Regions from separate parts of the Mus musculus genome. Here regions 2, 3 and 4 are each linked to region 1. Evidence: chromatin contacts called from public Hi-C and HiChIP or PLAC-seq data. All regions are on one chromosome and are shown on one strand. The core of a region is the stretch at or near the end of the contact, and the rest is flanking DNA. Distances in the headings are between cores, read along the strand shown. Region 1 overlaps Gm34907 (a long non-coding RNA gene). Region 2 overlaps Mycbp2 (MYC binding protein 2, E3 ubiquitin protein ligase). Region 3 overlaps Mycbp2 (MYC binding protein 2, E3 ubiquitin protein ligase). Region 4 overlaps Mycbp2 (MYC binding protein 2, E3 ubiquitin protein ligase).

Region 1 (3,126 bases), core at 441-2,940:
ATAGAAAATAAAGCTTAGGAAAGTTTTTCTTTTCAGGAGGACCACTGGAAACAAGTGGCTGGTAGCTCAGGCTCATTCAGTCTGACCCAGCTGCGTCAGCTGTTACCTAAATCCTAAATTCTGAGATTTTTATCACTTTTAAACTAGGGTCAATTGTGGTGCTCACATAGATACAAGAGGCACAATGCATATCAATACTTGGAGTATATTCCAATATATAGCGTGCACCAATATGCCATCTTAAACACAGAAGGAAAGTTTGACTGTAGCTACAACTTCATTGCTCTGTTCAAAGCTGAGAAGGCGCGTACCCACACATCATATTAAAAATACAACGTGGCCTTTATTACTATCCAATTTGAAATAATAATAAAAAAGGTAACAAATCTCATGTCCCATTTAGTATAGCAAGCCTGGTTACCGTGGTGTTTTTATTTTCATTCCGTGTGACGAGCAATTGAGGACAGAGGCCAGCTTCAATGTGGGAGTCAGAGGGAGGCGTGCAGGGAGATTGCACAACGGTACTCCGCCTAAATGCTGTTCTAATCCCCAAAACCTCACTTTGAGCCTGCTGTGATATATTTTCCCTCCTGGTGCAGCTGGCTGCCCCACACCAATTCCAACCTGGTGAAACCTGAAAACTTGAGTGTTAACCTTTCATTTGACCAAATCTAACCTGATAGGACAACTTTGCAGCTCACCCTACAGCGTGTAGACTATCAGACTGATGTCAACCTGTTAGAGACGCAGAAACGCGGGTCTCATCCCCATTCTAGCTGAATCAGAATCTGATTCATGTCAACACCCTCAGAGATGTCCTGAGGTGAGGTAGGGTCATAGAGCTCATTGCTTCAACCTATTAATAATAAAAATGGTGTGGTGCGGAGCAGACGAAGCTGAGCGAACCTGTATTGTTGACATTAGTGCAGCCATGTCAAGGACACAATGCCTCAGACCCTGGGGCATGGCAAGGCCTTCCCCTTGTTCTACAGATGGTAACAATGTGTATCATCCAGAGTTGTCTCATCCCAGATCACTTCAATATGAGACTGCTCCTCCACAGACTTTCTACCGAGATTAACTAGTCTGCCTCCTTTATCACTTATACACAACCAATGCACTGAGTTCCTGGGCTGCTGTGCACCACCATCAGAGCACACTGCTCACCCTGACACTGTTCGCCCCGAGGATGCCCGTCCCCACGTCGCCTGCCCGGACTCCACCCGCCCCAAGGTGCCTGGCCCCCATGCTGTTCGCCCCCACACCACCTGACCCGACGCCCCACGCTGCCCAACCCCCGCTTTGCTGTTGAGTTTATAATTTCTTCATTTTCCATTGGCCCACTAGATCAATCCCAAAGGCACACAGGTCATGGCATTGGATGTCTCTAGCTATTGATCGTAATCTTTATCCATGTTTTAGTGAGAACAAAGACTGTTTCTTTTTCCATAGCCAACCCAAAATCCCACTCTTCACCTGATGCCAAGTACTCCTAGGCTAGAAGAGTTAGTGACAAGCTTCGAAGCTAAATTCCAAGTTTCCCAGTTGCTTCTCTGAAAACTAGAATAAACTAGTTTCGATCGTTTGTAAAACAGAGATAATATTAATAGTATTTTCACGTTTAACCTTCCCGGGGCTCTTATGTACAACACATGTGATTCTCTGTGTGGTCAGCTCATTTTCCCAAGTTCTCTGGGTGGCTGTCTCCACGCAGCCTTTCAGGGAACCATAATACTCAGAATTCATGCAACTCAATTTTATGCAGCTTTTTTTTTTTTTTTTGAGATTTATTTTCAGAATGAGGAAGTGTTTCTCAGTTTCTGTTCCTCAAACTGGCTGCGCTTGGCTGTGTTCTAGTTCAAGAGACAAGGTACTTGTAAAGAAAAGATGTTTCTCCCATGGAACTGTCATTGTAGAAACCATTGCACCCATGCTGTAGTATAAAGTAGACTTTGCGTTTTGTTTAGGTAAAATATCTATAGGGTGTGGGATTGCTGTATTCTATAATTCTTAGCTGAGTATGCCAACTGCAAAAGCCAAAGGTGGAAAGAAAAGAGCTGTAATCATTGTTATTATTATTAATGTTTTAATTCTTATAGACCTTAGGTCCTACAGAAACTGTTCCATTTTGAAACTCATTGATAAATAAAACTCAGGTGTGATATTTTTCAGTCATTTTATCACTCAAAATTATTTTTTTCCAGAGTCTATTTCTGATTGCAAACATTTAGGACATTAAACACCATTGAATTTGAGCCTGAATTTGTAAAATCTCAAATTTTAAATTTTCAGAAAGACCAAGAGCTAAGTTACACTCATGCATTCCTTGTTCTCATGTAGTCATTCTATTCAGTTACTCAGTTAAGCATACAAAGGATTTTTAGGGTCATTTGACGTGCAAAAGTTCTGACTTTACAGAGGCACCACCAGCGGAGAGTGGTAGTCAATTTGCTTTTCTTGTTCCTAACAATGGTTCTTTAAACACATAGCCACGAATGGCGGCACACCACTTTAATCTCATCATTCGAGACGCAGAGGTAAGTTGACGTCTGTGAGTTCAAGGTCAGCCTGGTCTACAAACTGAGTTTCTGGACACCTAGGGCTACACGGGGAGATCCTGTCTCAATAAAACAAAACAAACAAAATAAATCAAAAGCCCCATGATGGTATATATGTTTTACAGATATGTCTTAAACTCAAATATGTTTGATAACTTTTCTGAGGCTAGGTGGGTTTGTTTGTTTGTTTTTCTGTCCAGTAAGAATAATCCCCCAGTTTGGAGATTAGTTGATAAAGCCTATCACAGGTTCAAGTTCAGGTTCACCATTATTGCCTGGGTACCAAATGAATTCTAAAACTTTTCCACATGTAAAACATGTTTCACAATACTCACTAGCATAGCAAAAGGGAGGCCATTCTCTCACCCCAAGTTTAGGCTTTTTTATTTTTCTCAGCTCCGGTGAAGAGAAGAAGTAGACATAAGACGAAGTTGTAACCACTAGGAACTCCCAGGGAGCTTATTATCATCTATAACAGAACTCTGAGATCACATTCCTTGATGGGGAGCTGGCAATGAAGTGTGGCCACTAAGTCATCTATGACTTTTTCCACCATTTCTGAAAGCAC
Region 2 (3,126 bases), core at 392-2,891, 370 kb before region 1:
CTTAACCTAGAAGTTTAAATGAAACTGCTTTTGTAATTTAGTAATTCTTATACAGGACAAACATTGATAGCTTTATATACAGTCTGATACTTATTACATTTATAGGCCTTACTAACACAATTTTTTTTTAAATAACAGTCTAGGAAAGAAACCAGAATCTTCCTTTTTTTATACCCACCCGTGATGCAATTGTACAGGATTACAAAAAGGCAGTATACAATAAACAGTGATTCTTTTTCTTCTTTTGCTTGAAAGCCAGCATCCTTCTCAGTCCATGAGCATGGAGATCCTTCTATATCAGTTATCTATAAATGTCCAGTGCGTCACAGGCCAGTGACGGGAATGGCCACATGCAAACACCTCACAAGTTTGATGTCTTGGTTCAAAGAAGATAAACCAAAATAAAGGGGAAACGTTCGTAGCAAGAATTATGTACACGGTATTTGGCATCATTCCTGCACTGTAAATGGTTCATTTTCGATGTAAAATGGTCCCGTTCTTATCCTGAGCAGAGCTTAAAGTTCACTGCATCCTCCCGGTGGATGAAGGTAACTATCCTCTCCATAGACAAAGGATCTGAAAGTTCTAAAACGTGTGAGCATTTCTGCACACGCCGCACCCGAGAGCAAACTCTTCCCCCGTGGGCGGATGAACAACGTGGAGTGGACACTCAGTTCCTTCTAGCTGCTTGCCTTTGGGACCTGTATACATTTTGAAGGAGGTTAAAAAAATGTAATTTTAAAATATGCACATAAATTTCATGTGAATAAAAATCAAGTTATTCAAAGAAATAACATGTCTATGAATTAACAAGCTAAAAACAATTTTCTTCTTAGTACAGATATGTTCCCCATGCAAGCTTCAGCATTATACACACATGTATGCATGTAACAGGAAGTAAAATGGCCCCCGACCATAACATCCTACCCAGGGGATCACTGAGCTAGAAAGTTTTAAGGAGCAATGATCAAAATCAGTCACAAAAATCTCTAACCTTAGTCTAGCAGAAAACTATTCTACATCAACAAATAGACAAACAAACCCAAACCAGATTTTTGTGGGGGATTTTTTTTAAAAGATTTATTTCAGGTATGTGGGTACCCTGTCTCTGTCTTCAGAAACACCGAAGAGGGCATCAGATCTCACTACAGATGGGTGTGAGCCACCATGTGGTTGCTGGGAATTGAACTCAGGACCTCTGGAAGAGCAGTCAGTGCTGACACTGAGCCATCTCTCCAGCCCATGGGGGGCGGTGTGTGTATTTTTTTTTACAAGTAAAATCAAACTTACTATAAATAAACCATGTTCACCTTTATCTACCTTCACTGAAGAGAAACTAATTGCACACTACCAAAATGGTAAGACTGACAATGCCATTTGTTAAGTATCTGAAGCAAAGTCCAGATGAGTTTAAAACATGAACATTACAATAACGTAACGGACTGTAGTCATCTGGAAACACTGTGGGAAAGACACAGGTTTGAAATCAAGAAGGCTTATACAAATGTCAAAGCAAAACCTGACCTTTTCTATCTAAATATCTAAATGATATGCTAGTAACGGCACAGTGTAGCTGTGTGATGCTCTTAACCAGCATTACCACAGACCCACCCTAACTTACTCTTGGGAGTGAAGTTGAGTAAGGACAAAGTCCTCCATGTAGCCCGACTCAGTCCCTCGCAGTGGAAGCCTTGGCCTGAGCTCTCATCTCAGCTTATGCCCCACAACTGTGTCCTTTAGCTCACTTACTTCTTTGCAAACTTCATCATTTTTAGAATTTTTATTTTAAGAAAATACAATTTCAATAACCAGTAAAAGTTGGGTTTTCCCTGATGACACTGCCTTTAAATTTTCTACTGCAAGTGGCTGTCCCCCAGGCTCCTCCCATGTCACAAGGCCTGACCCCAGGCTCCTCCCATGTCACAAGGCCTGTCCTGGCTCCTCCCATGTCATAAGGCCTGTCCCCCAGGCTCCTCCCATGTCATAAGGCCTGTCCTCCAGGCTCCTCCCATGTCATAAGGCCTGTCCTCTGGGCTCCTCCCATGTCATAAGGCCTGGAAGCATGATGGACTTTCTTTTGGTTCCTGTTTCTTTCCAGACTTTGATCTACAGCTTCTGCTGAGTGCTCTCCTTTCTCTCTGAGAAAGATCATCTCTGATTGTCTGTGGTCCTCACTGCATTCGCTGTTTTACGCCACTTCACTGCCATGGCTCTCATCTTTCTTGACAGTCAGCCTAACACCCTGCCTTTCCTCACTCCTCATCCTCACTGTCATGGCTCTCATCTTTCCTGACTCCCTAACACTCTGCCCTCTCAGAACAGTCTCCATTTGCTTCTTTCACAGTCTGCTACAAATTAATAAAGATCACAAACAAATGACAACATATTGCACATAAGTCAGAGTGTTGCAGGGTTATTTACCAGTCACCTGTTCATTCTCCTGGCTCTAAAATTTTGGCCCAATTCTCAACAGTGAATAGAAACTTGCCTTTTTTTTTTTTGCCTTTTTAAAAAAATCTATTTTTTGTCTATTTTATCTATATATTTTGTCTATTTAATCTATTTTTAGCCTTTTGCCCTTTTGTAGTCTCTTTGTTAGTGGGTATATAGCATGGTTAGGACTGCGGGTTGTGACTGAGGGTGAAGTTACTGCCCTGCTTGAGGGGACCTACCATCTGTATCCTAAGAAGCCATAGTGGGAGGGTGTGCTTCAGAGCTTCAGCAAAGCTACCATCACCATATGTGTGCGTGTATTTACAGTAACCACACTCAGCTCACATACAATTCTTCCTCCAATCTCATTTCTCTCTCCCAACCCATCACTTTTCCCCCCTATGATGCTAAGGTTCCTGACATCTGACATTCTTTTTTCAGACTCCTGGGTTTTGTGTTCATTTGTTTTCTTTGCCTGATCTCCAAGGACAGTGGTTTCCTCTGTATTTTTCGTGGATATTTTAGTTTTTTTAGCTTTCTGGTTCTAACTCTGCTGCCACTTCCTAGGTATTCTACCTCAAATCTTCTTCCTATTTTATGGAAATCTTCCTAAAGAGGAAAAAAAAAGACCCCAATAGCCCAAAACATCACAAGCTGGGCCTGATGGAGAGGCCTGTAATCCCATCCAGTCAT
Region 3 (3,126 bases), core at 405-2,904, 330 kb before region 1:
GATCATTTTAACTTTTGTTGTTTCTACAAAAAAAAAAAAAAAAAAAAAAAAGAAGAAAAAGAAAAAATATTTTAAAACCATGATCATGATTACTAAAACAAACAACAACAAACCCATCAGTGGGGAGCTTGGGAAGAGTCATGTAGGGAAGGAAGCTTTAGCAGAGGTCTGACTTGGTGGCATTAGTGGGATGATCCTAACTTTCCATGAGTTCTATGGTAGGGTTGGGTCTTAAGGAAAACACAGGAGAGAAAGAGGAGGAAAGCGAACAGGACAGGAAGACAGTGAGCTGTTCATACATCTGTAGTGCCGGGGACAATGATAAAGACGACATCACAAACATCCGTCAACATACCATTTGTATCTATCTGTTACATTAGAAACAGGTTACTTATCTAATATTGAATTAGTATTTCATTTTCGTTATATAAGCTGAATTTTAGTATCACTTACATACAACTAATCCATATCATAAATAATATAGCCTGAATGTAGTAAAAATACCTTTTCCCTTGCAGCGGCCTGTTTTTCACGGAGGTATTTTTCTCTACAGCGATCGCATACGAGGTACCAAGTGCTTCCTCCCATTCCCCCATCACCACAGTTACCAGCCCATCCTCCACAAAAATGCCCAATGCTATTGTATCCTTGTCCACCAGCATATCGGCCACAACCTTGAAAAAAAATAAGACATACATTTAACATTTTGAATGTCTTTGATTTTTCACTAGTGATATTATATCAGCAACAGGTGCATCTTTTCAAAGTAAAATCCCGAGCAAGTACCTAACTGTTTAAAAGGTGTACATATGTGATATAGTTCAGAGGATGTAGCTTATCAGGACTAAAGCATATATATACACACACCACAAAATAGCTTACCTGGGTGAGCTTGTCTCATGTGATATGTCACTGGGTACGGATGGGATTCTCCACACAGCTCACAGATGGTATCTTTCTCTGGCCCTCCTACAGCCAGCTGGGCCATTTCACCAAACAAATTGCCCCTTGGCCGAATTTCTGTCTTTTCTTTTTTCTTTTTTTCCTTTTTTGTTTTTTTATTCTCTTTTTCACATTCTTTCTTTTTAAGGACTGCACAGGAACCAGGACTTGGAAAAATCATATTCTGGGAAGCAGCTTTGATTGTAGCCAAAGAGATATCTTCCCAGAAAGCCACTAAATGTTGTAATGTTAAAGGAAGTGGAGATTTCGACTTCATTGTGTGATGCATGGACATTTCAAAAGTGGCTTCCGATTTCCCGTCCTCACATTTTTCATGGAGAGGCGGTTCCTTAAGCATGGACAAGACCTTATTTTTGTTGATACTACCCATCTTGGATATATCTGGGCCATGAGGTGCAATGTTAAACATATTCAGAGCAGACGATATTTCCAATGAATGTCTATTTTTTAACTTGATTTCCTTTTCCTCTGTGGGTGGTTGGCTATTCAAACTACTTCTTATAGGAGCATGTTCTTTGGAAAGGTCAGGATTAAATTTCAGGAAGGAAGAACAAGCCATTGCATCATGTACTATGCCTTCATGCCACAAAAAAGAGGCAAAGACGGCTCTGGCACACTCAGCCACAGACGGGGACATGGCTTGCTTGGCTGGTTCTAAAGATTTGGTTCCATCTCCTTTGAAAAGGAAGTTAGACTTTTCTTTTTTGGGCCTGGTGTGTCTGTTAGCACACTTCCGACTTATTTTGGGTGATGCTCTCATTTCCTGTTCATCTTTCAGCGGTGCTTTGCCTATGCTGAAATGCACTTTATTTGAACCTTCATCCACACTCTTCAAGTCACCGCTGTCATCGCAGGTGCTGTCCGTGACACCATTTGTTTTTAAAGTACTTGAAGTACAGACTTCAACTACCTCACTGTGGAGGTTTTCCTGCACTACGTGGGGAGAAGGGGCTCTGTTTTCAGACCCTGGGGAGTCTTTAGGATCCTTTGGTACTGGTTTTGGTTTTGGTGATGTGGACCGCCCCCTTAATGGTTCTGTGAGGGGCATTTTCTTCTTACGGAGGGTATCTGGATCAAGTGTATATGAGTCTGACTTGGAACGTTCCCGAGGTGGGTCAAGTTTTGTCTTAGCAGGAGCTGTGCTTTTCTGAGGTAGATTTTTATCCTGTGGTGAGGAGGAGCGTGGAGAGCTTGCACCAGATGGGCTAGACCTGGGAGTCGGCAGAGGCTTGGGCTTAGGGGAGGATGACCTCGAGCCTGGTCCTGGGGATTCGGCCCTGAAGCCAGAAGACGTCCTCCCATCAGACTTCAGTGTCTGCAGAGTGTTATGGTTAGGGGACAGGGACCTACTATGGGAGTCTGACCTCAACTTTGCAGCATCAGATTTTAACATGAGGGATTCACTAGCAGATAAGCCTTCTGTCCCCCGTGGCTTCTTCTGGTCAGCAGGAGTCCGGCTCACATGCCCGTCGGGTTTAACTGACCTGCTGTGCTTAGAGGGCAGCTCTGACTTCCCTGATGTGGACACTGGTCTTGAAGATGTTGAGATAGTTCCTCTGTCACCTGCATGATCCATTTCACAGTGAACTTGTTAATAAAATGCAACATAAACACTAAAACAGAAAAGCTACAAAATTTACGCTACTTATCACATATACAAAACATGTTAAGAATAAAATGAAAATATTTTCCATAAAATTTCTACTCTATCATTACACATGCTACAACAATACATGTTTATATGAATAAACAGTATGTATTCACCCAAATGAGCTATTAGTGTTACATATATAAACCACAGCCCTTATGCAACTAATTAGAATTTAAATTCAGCAAGAGACAAGAAAGAGAATAACTACTTTAAAAATTAAATTTTGAAAAATATCCTCCATACAAAAATAATCAAGTTACGATATTCAGGAGAGTGAAACTTAGCATACTTAGGGTAACAGCATAGGTCTTGTTGAACAAAGAAACTCAATTGTATTCAATTGTAAAAAATAAATACAATTAGGTTAGTGAAGAGCTCTATACAGGAGACATCGTAGTTTAATGTCTTGATTACAATGAAATAATAAAGTATGGAAGTCCTAAAGCTGTTGTGTATTAGCATGTAAGCCAGTCACTCTCTCTGTTATATGAAAACAGTGCTCATCTTAAGAT
Region 4 (3,126 bases), core at 376-2,875, 310 kb before region 1:
TTAGGAAAAATAAGAATAAAGTTATATAAATGATAATACTAGCATTACACATGATAAACTTTATAGCAGATTTTTTATTTCTACAAGTATCTTTATATTAGCAGATGTATATCTATTCAAGATTTTATATATATATATATATATATATATATATAGTACCTATAACCTAGGCCCCTCACAATATACTTTGTAAATCATCACCTGGTGGTAATAAAAGACCACAAATTTTTCCTGAAACAAATATATACTATGGCAATAATTTATTTACATTTATATATTACTGTTATTTACATATTGACAACTTACTGGAAATGAGACCATTAGTGACTCAAAAATACTAGATTTCTAAGTAAACTAAACTTAAATTAGGCATTCATAGATCATTTGTAAAAATCTGTATATATACTTCTATACATGTAAAGAGAATATTAAAAATAAATTTAAAGGTATAATAGGATATAAACTTTGAACAGTGCTAGTATAATCACAAGATTTTTGAATAAACATTTAAAAATTGCTACTTCTCAACAGTAAACTTCAGTAAGTATATTATGTCAGAGGAGGAAACTTTTGTGCTTTTTAAAGTTTCATGTTGACACTAAAAATAACAGCAAAATGCAATCCTGAGCATGAAAACTGCTTGAGTGTTACTCAGTGATCTATCTCCCGGGGTCATTAATTCCATTTCAGGGTAACCAAGGGGAGCTAGCATGACAAAGCTGATGCTCCTGACAGTCTGTCACCAAGGTCATACAGGAAAGTCTTAATAGACAGTTCATATTGTCTAATCATTATTGAAGCTATATAGAGTCACTAGAAAACTGCATTTTTTTTTAAAAGATAAAAAGTACTTTTGTATTAAGCCATATGAAATTAATTGGTGGACATAAAATTGTAACTGTGCATGTCATTCTTAAGTAATCTTAAAAGGTACATTTTTTTCAATATACAAATGTGGACCGTATACCAGACTATAAAATTGGTAAATTTCAATCATATATAATATATATTTATATTTATTTGTTTATTTCTCATTCAATTCCCAACCCCTTATCTAAAATAAATAGTCAAAAGGACAATTCAAAAGAACAGGCTGGGGCTGGCTGCATAGAAGAGCTTCAGACCACAGCACTACTCCCTATGTGAGGTCATGCTGAACAAAGTGAGTTGGAGCAAACTGTTGGAGGAACCCCTGTAGCTGGGCAGCCCCTCGAGCGAGCGAGTGCGCCTTCATTTAAAGCCAATGACACTGGAGGAAGAGGAGAGGGAAACGCAACTGCAGCACTTTGCACAGAGTTTTCCCCCAGTAACTTTTCAGTTTCTTAACTCTAAGCAAAGCCTCAAATACAATGTCAATCCTGTTGCACATGCTGAGACACCTGGAACATGCTTATTGTTCCTTACAGTTAACTCACCTGGGGAAAAAAAGCTTTGGAAGTCCATGAAAATACGTCCAAATCCCTGACTCCTTGGCTAGCATTAAAGATATTCTGAGCAACAAAGTTTAAGAAAGAAAGATATCAACAAGGAAAGGGAACAGAGGATCATCTGCAGAAGATGCGTTCACAGTGACATTTCCTGAGTTCCAGCGCCAATAGGAAATACAATTTTGCTAAAGTGAAACTGAAGCCACCTGAGTAAACCACACACCAAAGTTCTGAAAAATAAGGTTTGTCAAAAGCTCTCTGTAGATGTAGTGTGTCATGCCATTTATTAACATTAAGAGCAGATTTTGCTATTAAGGCTTAAGAGTCAGTGTAAGAAGAAAACCTTGAAACCCTTAAATGAGAACATTATTTGTTCTATTACAAGCCAGTTCTGTTTTATGACAGAAAATAATCTGTTGTTTTATAAAGACGTCAACAATGGAGACTACGTAGAAAATACAACTCTTACAAATAATAATGGCATGTATGTAAACCATCACTTTTAAAATCAAAATTTAAAAAACTTAACCCAAATAAAAAAATCATTAAAATATTTCCTCCCTATATAAATGAAAGAAGAAAAAGAAAAAGATAGAAATACAAAGAAAGATCTTAGCAAGTGTTTTCAAAAACTACTTGTAAAAAAATTCAAGAAAAGCATAAAGAAACATAAGCTTAATCTTTTATCAAAAGACAAATAACTCGTTCATCTCAAAGTTTAGGAAATCATAATCGTTCAGGATTTCCAAATTGAATTCCAAAGTATTTTGTTAAAGAACAATTAATTTGTGATAACACAGTCCTATTTTTCACAAACATTTTAATAGAAATTTATGTAATACATGTTTTGCACAGATACATCACACAATCAACCTATACTTCATTTTACCTAAAATTCAAATATAATCAATATGCAGCAAACATACCATAAATGTATTGCTCATGTAAAGACTGTGTTAAAAGGTTACTCAAGCAAGGCATTCAAATGTTAATTGAAATATATATCACTGATGACTTTAACATGAAATAATTATTAAAATTCTTGATCACTTATAGAAAAATAAAGATATTTGCTTCTTTATTTCCTTAAGTTATGTGTGGGTAGATACAGAAACATATATAGACATACATATACACCTTTATAAATAGTAATTATATAATATAAAACATGTAAAAATGAGTTTCTAGTAATGTGTCTGCAAATAAAGTTAAAACATGGAAACCAGAGCCATTATCCCCGAAATTTGGAATGCATGGTCAATAGGTCCTCTCTATTTAGGTAAAGTGAAATCTTTACAAAGCATTTAAAAAAGCCGTGCTGAAGGAAAATGATACACATATTGGATGGTCAATGTGTATGAAAATGTGTCTGTCAGTGGCTGTTCTCCCTGAGAACAGTGATGCAGATATTTAGATATAAAATGTCAATATTAAGAAGTATTTTCACATTTACTATACATGACTTTAATACTAAGAGCAGCATGACAGGCAAGTGTTACAGATCATGCAGATCTACTCAGCATTAGAGAGGACTAGCATCATTTTTCATGCTTATATCTCTCTTTAATTTCATTGTACAAAATTAAGGGTTTGTTCAGTCAGTAATATATAAAATGATGTTAAAAATTTTAGCTAATACTATGGCAACAGATTGTCAGTGAAAAAAGTTGTTTATTCTAATTATTTATAAATTCTAATT

The links. HiChIP or PLAC-seq counts read pairs in DNA pulled down with a chosen protein or histone mark. Hi-C and Micro-C count contacts between places; a contact is called where the count stands out from the background.
Region 2: a Hi-C map of bone marrow-derived macrophages shows a contact between it and region 1, with 15 read pairs. The contact joins two enhancer-like sites. A contact is called at or near these places in 7 of 39 promoter capture datasets (the 3T3-L1 cell line, the C10 cell line, cranial neural crest and 3 more), 2 of 15 datasets of contacts at CTCF or cohesin (large pre-B cells and pro-B cells), 6 of 484 Hi-C or Micro-C datasets (the G1E-ER4 cell line, bone marrow-derived DN2 thymocytes, bone marrow-derived macrophages and 3 more) and 7 of 115 datasets of contacts at active chromatin or transcription factors (the 230-238 cell line, the HPC-7 cell line, effector CD8 T cells and 4 more).
Region 3: a RAD21 HiChIP or PLAC-seq map of pro-B cells shows a contact between it and region 1, with 11 times the contacts expected there. The contact joins two enhancer-like sites. A contact is called at or near these places in 2 of 15 datasets of contacts at CTCF or cohesin (large pre-B cells and pro-B cells), 3 of 484 Hi-C or Micro-C datasets (bone marrow-derived macrophages, cerebral cortex and neural progenitor cells), 2 of 115 datasets of contacts at active chromatin or transcription factors (acute myeloid leukemia and neural progenitor cells) and 1 of 9 other capture datasets (liver).
Region 4: a contact with region 1 is called in a RAD21 HiChIP or PLAC-seq map of pro-B cells, with 5 times the contacts expected there. The contact joins two enhancer-like sites. A contact is called at or near these places in 2 of 15 datasets of contacts at CTCF or cohesin (large pre-B cells and pro-B cells), 3 of 484 Hi-C or Micro-C datasets (CD4 T cells, bone marrow-derived macrophages and cerebral cortex) and 1 of 115 datasets of contacts at active chromatin or transcription factors (acute myeloid leukemia).

The regions. Positions count from the first base shown.
Region 1 is chr14:103,485,366-103,488,491 of GRCm38.p6, forward strand. The region is part of intron 2 of Gm34907 (a long non-coding RNA gene); the gene reads left to right. Among named protein-coding and RNA genes, the nearest start is that of Gm34907, 23 kb to the left of the region's middle. Within about 2 kb of position 1,691, at least 51 of the 459 cell types and tissues checked have an H3K27ac peak or open chromatin away from gene starts, as enhancers often do. A contact at or near this core is called in bone marrow-derived macrophages and pro-B cells, where this site is marked.
Region 2 is chr14:103,113,535-103,116,660 of GRCm38.p6, forward strand. Mycbp2 (MYC binding protein 2, E3 ubiquitin protein ligase) reads right to left here. Exons shown (of 85, transcript NM_207215.2): 85 at 1-701. The coding sequence ends at 586. Among named protein-coding and RNA genes, the nearest start is that of Fbxl3, 16 kb to the left of the region's middle. Within about 2 kb of position 1,642, at least 45 of the 459 cell types and tissues checked have an H3K27ac peak or open chromatin away from gene starts, as enhancers often do. A contact at or near this core is called in bone marrow-derived macrophages, where this site is marked.
Region 3 is chr14:103,154,242-103,157,367 of GRCm38.p6, forward strand. It overlaps Mycbp2 (MYC binding protein 2, E3 ubiquitin protein ligase), which reads right to left. Exons shown (of 85, transcript NM_207215.2): 58 at 883-2,526; 59 at 505-674. Among named protein-coding and RNA genes, the nearest start is that of Fbxl3, 56 kb to the left of the region's middle. Within about 2 kb of position 1,655, at least 25 of the 459 cell types and tissues checked have an H3K27ac peak or open chromatin away from gene starts, as enhancers often do. A contact at or near this core is called in bone marrow-derived macrophages and pro-B cells, where this site is marked.
Region 4 is chr14:103,175,841-103,178,966 of GRCm38.p6, forward strand. It overlaps Mycbp2 (MYC binding protein 2, E3 ubiquitin protein ligase), which reads right to left. Exons shown (of 85, transcript NM_207215.2): 53 at 1,416-1,490. Among named protein-coding and RNA genes, the nearest start is that of Fbxl3, 78 kb to the left of the region's middle. Within about 2 kb of position 1,626, at least 4 of the 459 cell types and tissues checked have an H3K27ac peak or open chromatin away from gene starts, as enhancers often do. A contact at or near this core is called in pro-B cells, where this site is marked.